Regions from separate parts of the Triticum aestivum genome. Here region 2 is linked to region 1. Evidence: chromatin contacts called from public Hi-C data. All regions are on one chromosome and are shown on one strand. The core of a region is the stretch at or near the end of the contact, and the rest is flanking DNA. Distances in the headings are between cores, read along the strand shown. Region 1 holds the start of LOC123092635 (mitochondrial substrate carrier family protein V). Region 2 holds the start of LOC123092636.

The links. A called contact is a pair of places that touch in the nucleus more often than the background predicts.
Region 2: a contact with region 1 is called in a Hi-C map of leaf, with 4 times the contacts expected there. The contact joins the promoter of LOC123092636 here to the promoter of LOC123092635 in region 1. A contact is called at or near these places in 3 of 5 Hi-C or Micro-C datasets (all in leaf).

The regions. Positions count from the first base shown.
Region 1 is chr4B:448,491,770-448,494,711 of IWGSC CS RefSeq v2.1, reverse strand. LOC123092635 (mitochondrial substrate carrier family protein V) reads left to right here and starts at 1,446. Exons shown (of 7, transcript XM_044514444.1): 1 at 1,446-1,871; 2 at 2,370-2,546; 3 at 2,636-2,782. The coding sequence starts at 1,671.
Region 2 is chr4B:448,674,008-448,676,770 of IWGSC CS RefSeq v2.1, reverse strand. It overlaps LOC123092636, which reads right to left and starts at 1,442. Exons shown (of 4, transcript XM_044514446.1): 1 at 977-1,442; 2 at 780-871.

The DNA.
Region 1 (2,942 bases), core at 197-2,696:
GTGTCGCGCTCTGGACGCTTCCTTCAGTTTTTTTCGCACGCGTTTTCGGCTTTTTAAACGGGTTTTTTTCCGGGTTTTTTTGGACGTTTTGGTTTTACCCCGGTCTTCCTTAGCTTTCGACCAACTTTTTTTTTCGTTTTTTCTCAATTTTGCGCGAAAAAGCGTGTTTTTTTCCTTTCAAGAAAAGTCACGGTTTTTCTTCCACGAGAAGTACGGTTGTGCTTTAGCGAGAGTGACGGCCGTGCCTTTCGAAAACGAAAAAAAACATGTTTTCTGTTTTTTTTCTTTCGCGAGAGTCACGGTTTTACTTCCGCGAGAGTCACGGCCGTGCCTCTCGGAAAGGGAAAAACAAAACGCATTTTCTATTTTTTTTCTTTCACGAGAATCACAGTTTTGCTTCCGCGAGAGGCACGGTTGTGCTTTCGCGAGAGTCACGGCCGTGCCTCTTGGAAAGGGAAAAATACGCGTTTTCTATTTTTTTTTCCTTCGCGAGAGTCACGGTTTTGCTTTCGCCAGAGGCGCGGGTGTGCTTTCGCGAGAGTCACGGGCGTGCCTCTTTCGGAAAGAAAAAAAAACACGTTTTCTGTTTTTTTTCCTTCCACGAGAGTCACGGTTTTGCTTCCACGGGCGCGGTTGTGATTTCCTGAGAGGCACATGCGTGCCTCTTTTAGAAAGAGAAAAAAAACGTGCTCCTGGTGTGGTTTTTTCGTCCGGTTTTTTCGTGAAAAAAAGTTCGTCAAAATCTATCAACATGGGATCTAGTTTTGAAAATCTCGACGCGAGGGATCCAATGATTAAAACAGTTTGAGATTTGGAAGCATGGTTTAAGAGATAAAACATTTTGAATAAATGAATCTACGAAAAAAGGGAAAACTCCCAGGTTGCGACAAGTGGCGCGCTGCATGTGCGTCACTTATCGTGACCGGGGAAGGTGGAGTGTTCTTTGTAACCCGGGGGCCCGTTTAGCCTCGGCCCACCTTACGAGTAGGAGGAGCCTGGCTGCAGCTTGCAGGGCTGGGAGTGCGAGGCCCATCCTATCTTCCTCACTTGCAGATCGTTGTAAGATGTGATCCACAGCCCGGCCCAAAACAGGCACAGTGCCACGTAGGGGACACCGTGGGGCGCGGCAGCGAGCGCATCCCGGAGATGCTGTGCATATTCCGCGGCGACACCGACCTCGTTTGCCGATGGCCGCCGTGCGGAAAGTTTATGCGCATCTAGTCTTGTTGATTTTTTGGCTTGATTTCTCTACTCCGTCTGATTGATAATTATTTTTTCATAAAATAAACAACAAATATTCATGGCTTTTAACATGCTATAGGAGTATAAGATAATTATTCCATGACCCCGAAAAAATATAAGTAATTTATTTTATGAAAAGGGTATTATCAACCAGATGCTAAGTTTATACCGTTACTCGAGCGTCTCTTTCTCTCCAAGTCGGTCTCGGTGCCGACCCACATCGGAGACAAAAGAAAAAAACATTCCCAAACCCTAAGCCCTGCGCCCACAGTCCGCCCCCAAACTCTAGGGTTTAGTGACGACCGCCTTGCCTTCGCGCGATCCTACTGCGCGCCGATCCGGTCACTCGCGCTAGTGTCCACGCCTCAGAGGCGGCGGTGGACTGGCGACGAGGGAGGGGGCGGCTGCAGACGGAGGCGAGCGTGGGGATGGCCGCCGCGACCGTGGACGGCGCCGCCGCCGTCGCCGCGCGGAGGTACTCGACGCAGCAGCAGCAGCAGCCGCAGCCGCAGCAGCACCACAACCAGCCCAAGCTTGGGACGACGCTCCACCTCCTCGCCGGCGGCGTCGCCGGCGCCGTCAGCAAGACCTGCACCGCGCCGCTCGCCCGCCTCACCATCCTGTTTCAGGTGCGCCGTTTATCCAGAGAGCCAATTCGTCCTAACTCTGCCCTTGTAATTCGTCCTAACTGTGTGTCTGTATATTAGTATAAGCAACGAGTTGCATCTTACTTCATTGAGCTTCTCGGGAATGATTCTGTTTTGGGATACTGGAGAAATGGGAATTTTAATTCATTTTTTGAGCAATCTAACACCAAGGCAAAAGAAAAAACAAACTGTAAAGACAAATCAAATCCTAATGCACATATATGACTTGTGCTGCGGCGCGATGTCGCGTATGCGCGGCGCACTCCACGCCCTACACCTCAGCCGGATGTTATCATGAGCTTGTGCGCACATGGACGCACGGCCGACCGGACATTGCTGAACCCGGTTGCACTCATGCGTGCGTGCGTGCGTGCGTGTGTGTGTGTGTGTGTGTGTGTGTGTGTGTGTGTGTGTATTGTTGTCCTCTTTTCTTAATAATAGTATGATTGCCATTGAAATTTGTATCATTTCTATGCGCAGGTTCAAGGAATGCACTCAGATGTGGCTACGATGCGCAACACTAGTATATGGCGTGAAGCGTCCCGCATTGTCTATGAAGAAGGGCTACGAGCCTTCTGGAAAGGAAATCTTGTAACTATTGCACATCGGTTACCTTACTCCTCGATTAGTTTCTATACATACGAGAGATATAAGAATGTAAGTACAGGTGTTTTCGTATAAAAATCACATGCAATTTCTTGCCACTTATCATATGTGCTTAATTTGATTAATGTTGAGGTGTGCAGTGGCTTCAGATGATACCTGGTCTCGACAGCAATGGTGGATTGGGTGCCGACGTTGGTGTCAGAATGGTAGGCGGTGGCTTGTCTGGGATAACTGCAGCTTCTTTGACATATCCACTGGACTTGGTACGGACACGTCTGGCTGCTCAGGTAAGCTGCTATCACTAACTCTGTAGAAATTCACACTTGAAACTTGAAATGCCTGTGATCAAATTAATATCTGGTTGGAAAAGACTACACTTTCAATAACATGGTTGATGATTCTCATTTTTTATTGGAGAGAAGTAACACTTTTGTCACCTCTTGCCAT
Region 2 (2,763 bases), core at 193-2,692, 180 kb before region 1:
AATTTTTGACATGATAATGTTCTAATTTGGATATGTTAACAATCTTAGATACAAAAAAGGAAAAGGGAACAACAAAGTTGGGAGGTCGGGGTGAAGCTATTCATATATTAGTGCAGACCGTGCGGTAGCCTGTATTAAAAAATATATAGTAGTGATGCACAAGTACAACGCACGGGGTCTAGCCAGCCTTCAATAATTCAGTCAAGGTACTAGTCCAGTATTAAATCTACATCGGACCATCTTTCCCCGTTTCCCTCAAGAAAAGAAAAGGGAACCTATTTGTCCATTTGATTTTTTGGTGGAGAACATGAGAAAAGACAAGACATAATCCTGTGAGCCTGTGTGAACGTGGAAGCCTGACTACCAGCCAGAAGGAAAAAAATTGTACAACTGTACTCGTACATATACAAGATAATACTAACAGAAGAAAGAAAAAAATAGATGATTGATTGATGGGTCATCCGCCGTGCCGGACACTGAATAACGAAGATAGACAAGAAATTGCGACTCGAATTTAGCATGAAGTAGATTAAAATAAAGTTTTCCTTGTTTGCGGACCAGTCCACAGATTGCATCACCCACGATGGGGGTGGGGGGCTGGTTAATGAAGAATCTACAATGTGGGATACAGCATTAAACCTGAACAGAAACCCAGTGTAGTATAGTACTACTCCACTCTTCACTCTCTCGCACTAATCCCAAAGAATCGAAAAAACACACATTACCCAGAAAGCAAAAGAAAACAAAACACACACAGCTGGAGTAATTGACAAACATACCAGGTAGAGGCAGGCCAAAGAAGTAACAGCAATCACTTGAAGAAGAGCCCCCAAATCATCAAGATCCGAGCTGGGGATCAACAGCAGCAGATCTGCAACAACAGAGAAGAACGCAGATCAGCAGAGCTCAACCCAGGCAACAAAGAGCCGCCGGCCGCCACTGCGCCACCCGAGAAGCAGAAGGCGCCTCACCTCACCTGGCGAGAAAGGGAGCGACGGGCAGAGAGGGAGTGAAGCGCAGGGAGGGAAGAAAGCCGCAGGTGGACACTGGGTAGATAGAGACCTGCAGGCGGGTGCAGCACGGCGGTAGTGGTGGTGGTGGTCGCACTAGTAGTACGCTGCTGCTGCTCCCGTTTCCTATACCCCGCCTGCCTATCTATCTATCGGTTAGTAGTAGGTGGGTGGCGGGTGGTGCTGCTGAGTTTCTACTTCTACGGTTCTATTTCCCTCGTAGCAGCGCCCTGCGGCTCGGTCTGGCCGGTAATGGTAGAAGTAGTGATTTGGGGGAGAGAAAGCGAGCGAGCGAGCCACTGAGCTGGCCTCCGTTGTCGTCGTCGTCGGGGGTCACGAGGAGGAGGCGGACGATCACACTGGAGAGGTGGGGTGCGATGGATCGGATCTTGAGGTGGTAGGAACGGGGGAGGGGTAAAGCGCGGGGCGGGGGCGGACGGCCGGGGTGGTGTGTGGTGGGGGGCCGGGCGGTTTTGTCGGAGTCGCGGCAGTGCGGGGGCGCGAGGCGTGTGAGGGTGGGTGAGGTCAGCAAGCGCCTGCTGTAGGCACGGCGCCCGGCGCGGGACGGCGACTTCTATCTACTCCTACCCCTACTACCTGTCTCGCGCCACCCATCCCCCATTATTGCTGCCCTTCACTTCGCCCCTCCTGTGTCTGTGCGCTGTACCGTGTCGTGTGGTTTTCTCTCGTGACCCGTCCGGCGCGTGCAGCTATTGTATACGGACCTGGTTTTCGCCGGGCCAAGCCAGTTGCGGATTAATTGACGGACGGCCGGACGAGCGCATTTCTATGGGTTTTATTTTTCAAAAAAAAGATGGTAAAGTGACATACGTGTGGCACGAAGGGGCCTGCGACCCTGATATTTAGCACACGATGTGTCATATAGCTAAAACTATCATACACCCCCTTCTCCTTCTAATTACATGCATGATTACATTAGGATGATTCACTCTTTTTTCATGTGCATTTTTTCTCTAATTACATGCATGCACTAGAAGATGAAAAAAAAATCTGATGTCATACTAAATTCACCTTTTTCAAAAATTCTAAATGTTTTGTAGCTCAAACATCGGTCAGATGCCAAAACAATTTTTAAATAAAAGATTCGCCGCGAGAACTAAATCCGATATTGGTATGCTGCGACGAACTTTTTTTTCTGTGCCAAAAATTACCACGCCCCGCCTACATAAGTTACCACACCTGTGGTATGCAACTTACCGTGTTATTTTCACATAAATTACCGAGGCATAAACACGGTTCTCTCACCTTCTCCACATGCACTTAAATGTATGTAATGACGTGCAAGGGGACACAAAGCTATTGCAATTCACGGTAAGTAGAGTATGTCGATCTCACAAGGAGCAGTGGTTGCACAGGTAACTATCAACCCCTCAGCTACGTCGCCATTTACATGGCTATGTGATGTCTCTATATTTTACACATTTTTAGAGCAATTCTTTTTTGTAACATCCCAAATTTTCAATTTGAAATGTTATACATAGGTAATCATATGCATATCATATTTTAATTGCATTTTGGTTGATCCTAGAAACTCTAAGCAATTCAAGGACCCACAGAGAGTTGGGGGTTTCATTTATTTTCATATCTGAATTTTCTCAAATTGAAAAGAGGATCATTTTGGTTTTATTGTTTTTCTCTCCGAAATATTTCCAATATTAAAATAAAAGAGAGGAGATAAAATGACATCTCCCAGATAAAAGAAATATTGGAGGGAAAATGTTAAAATCAAATA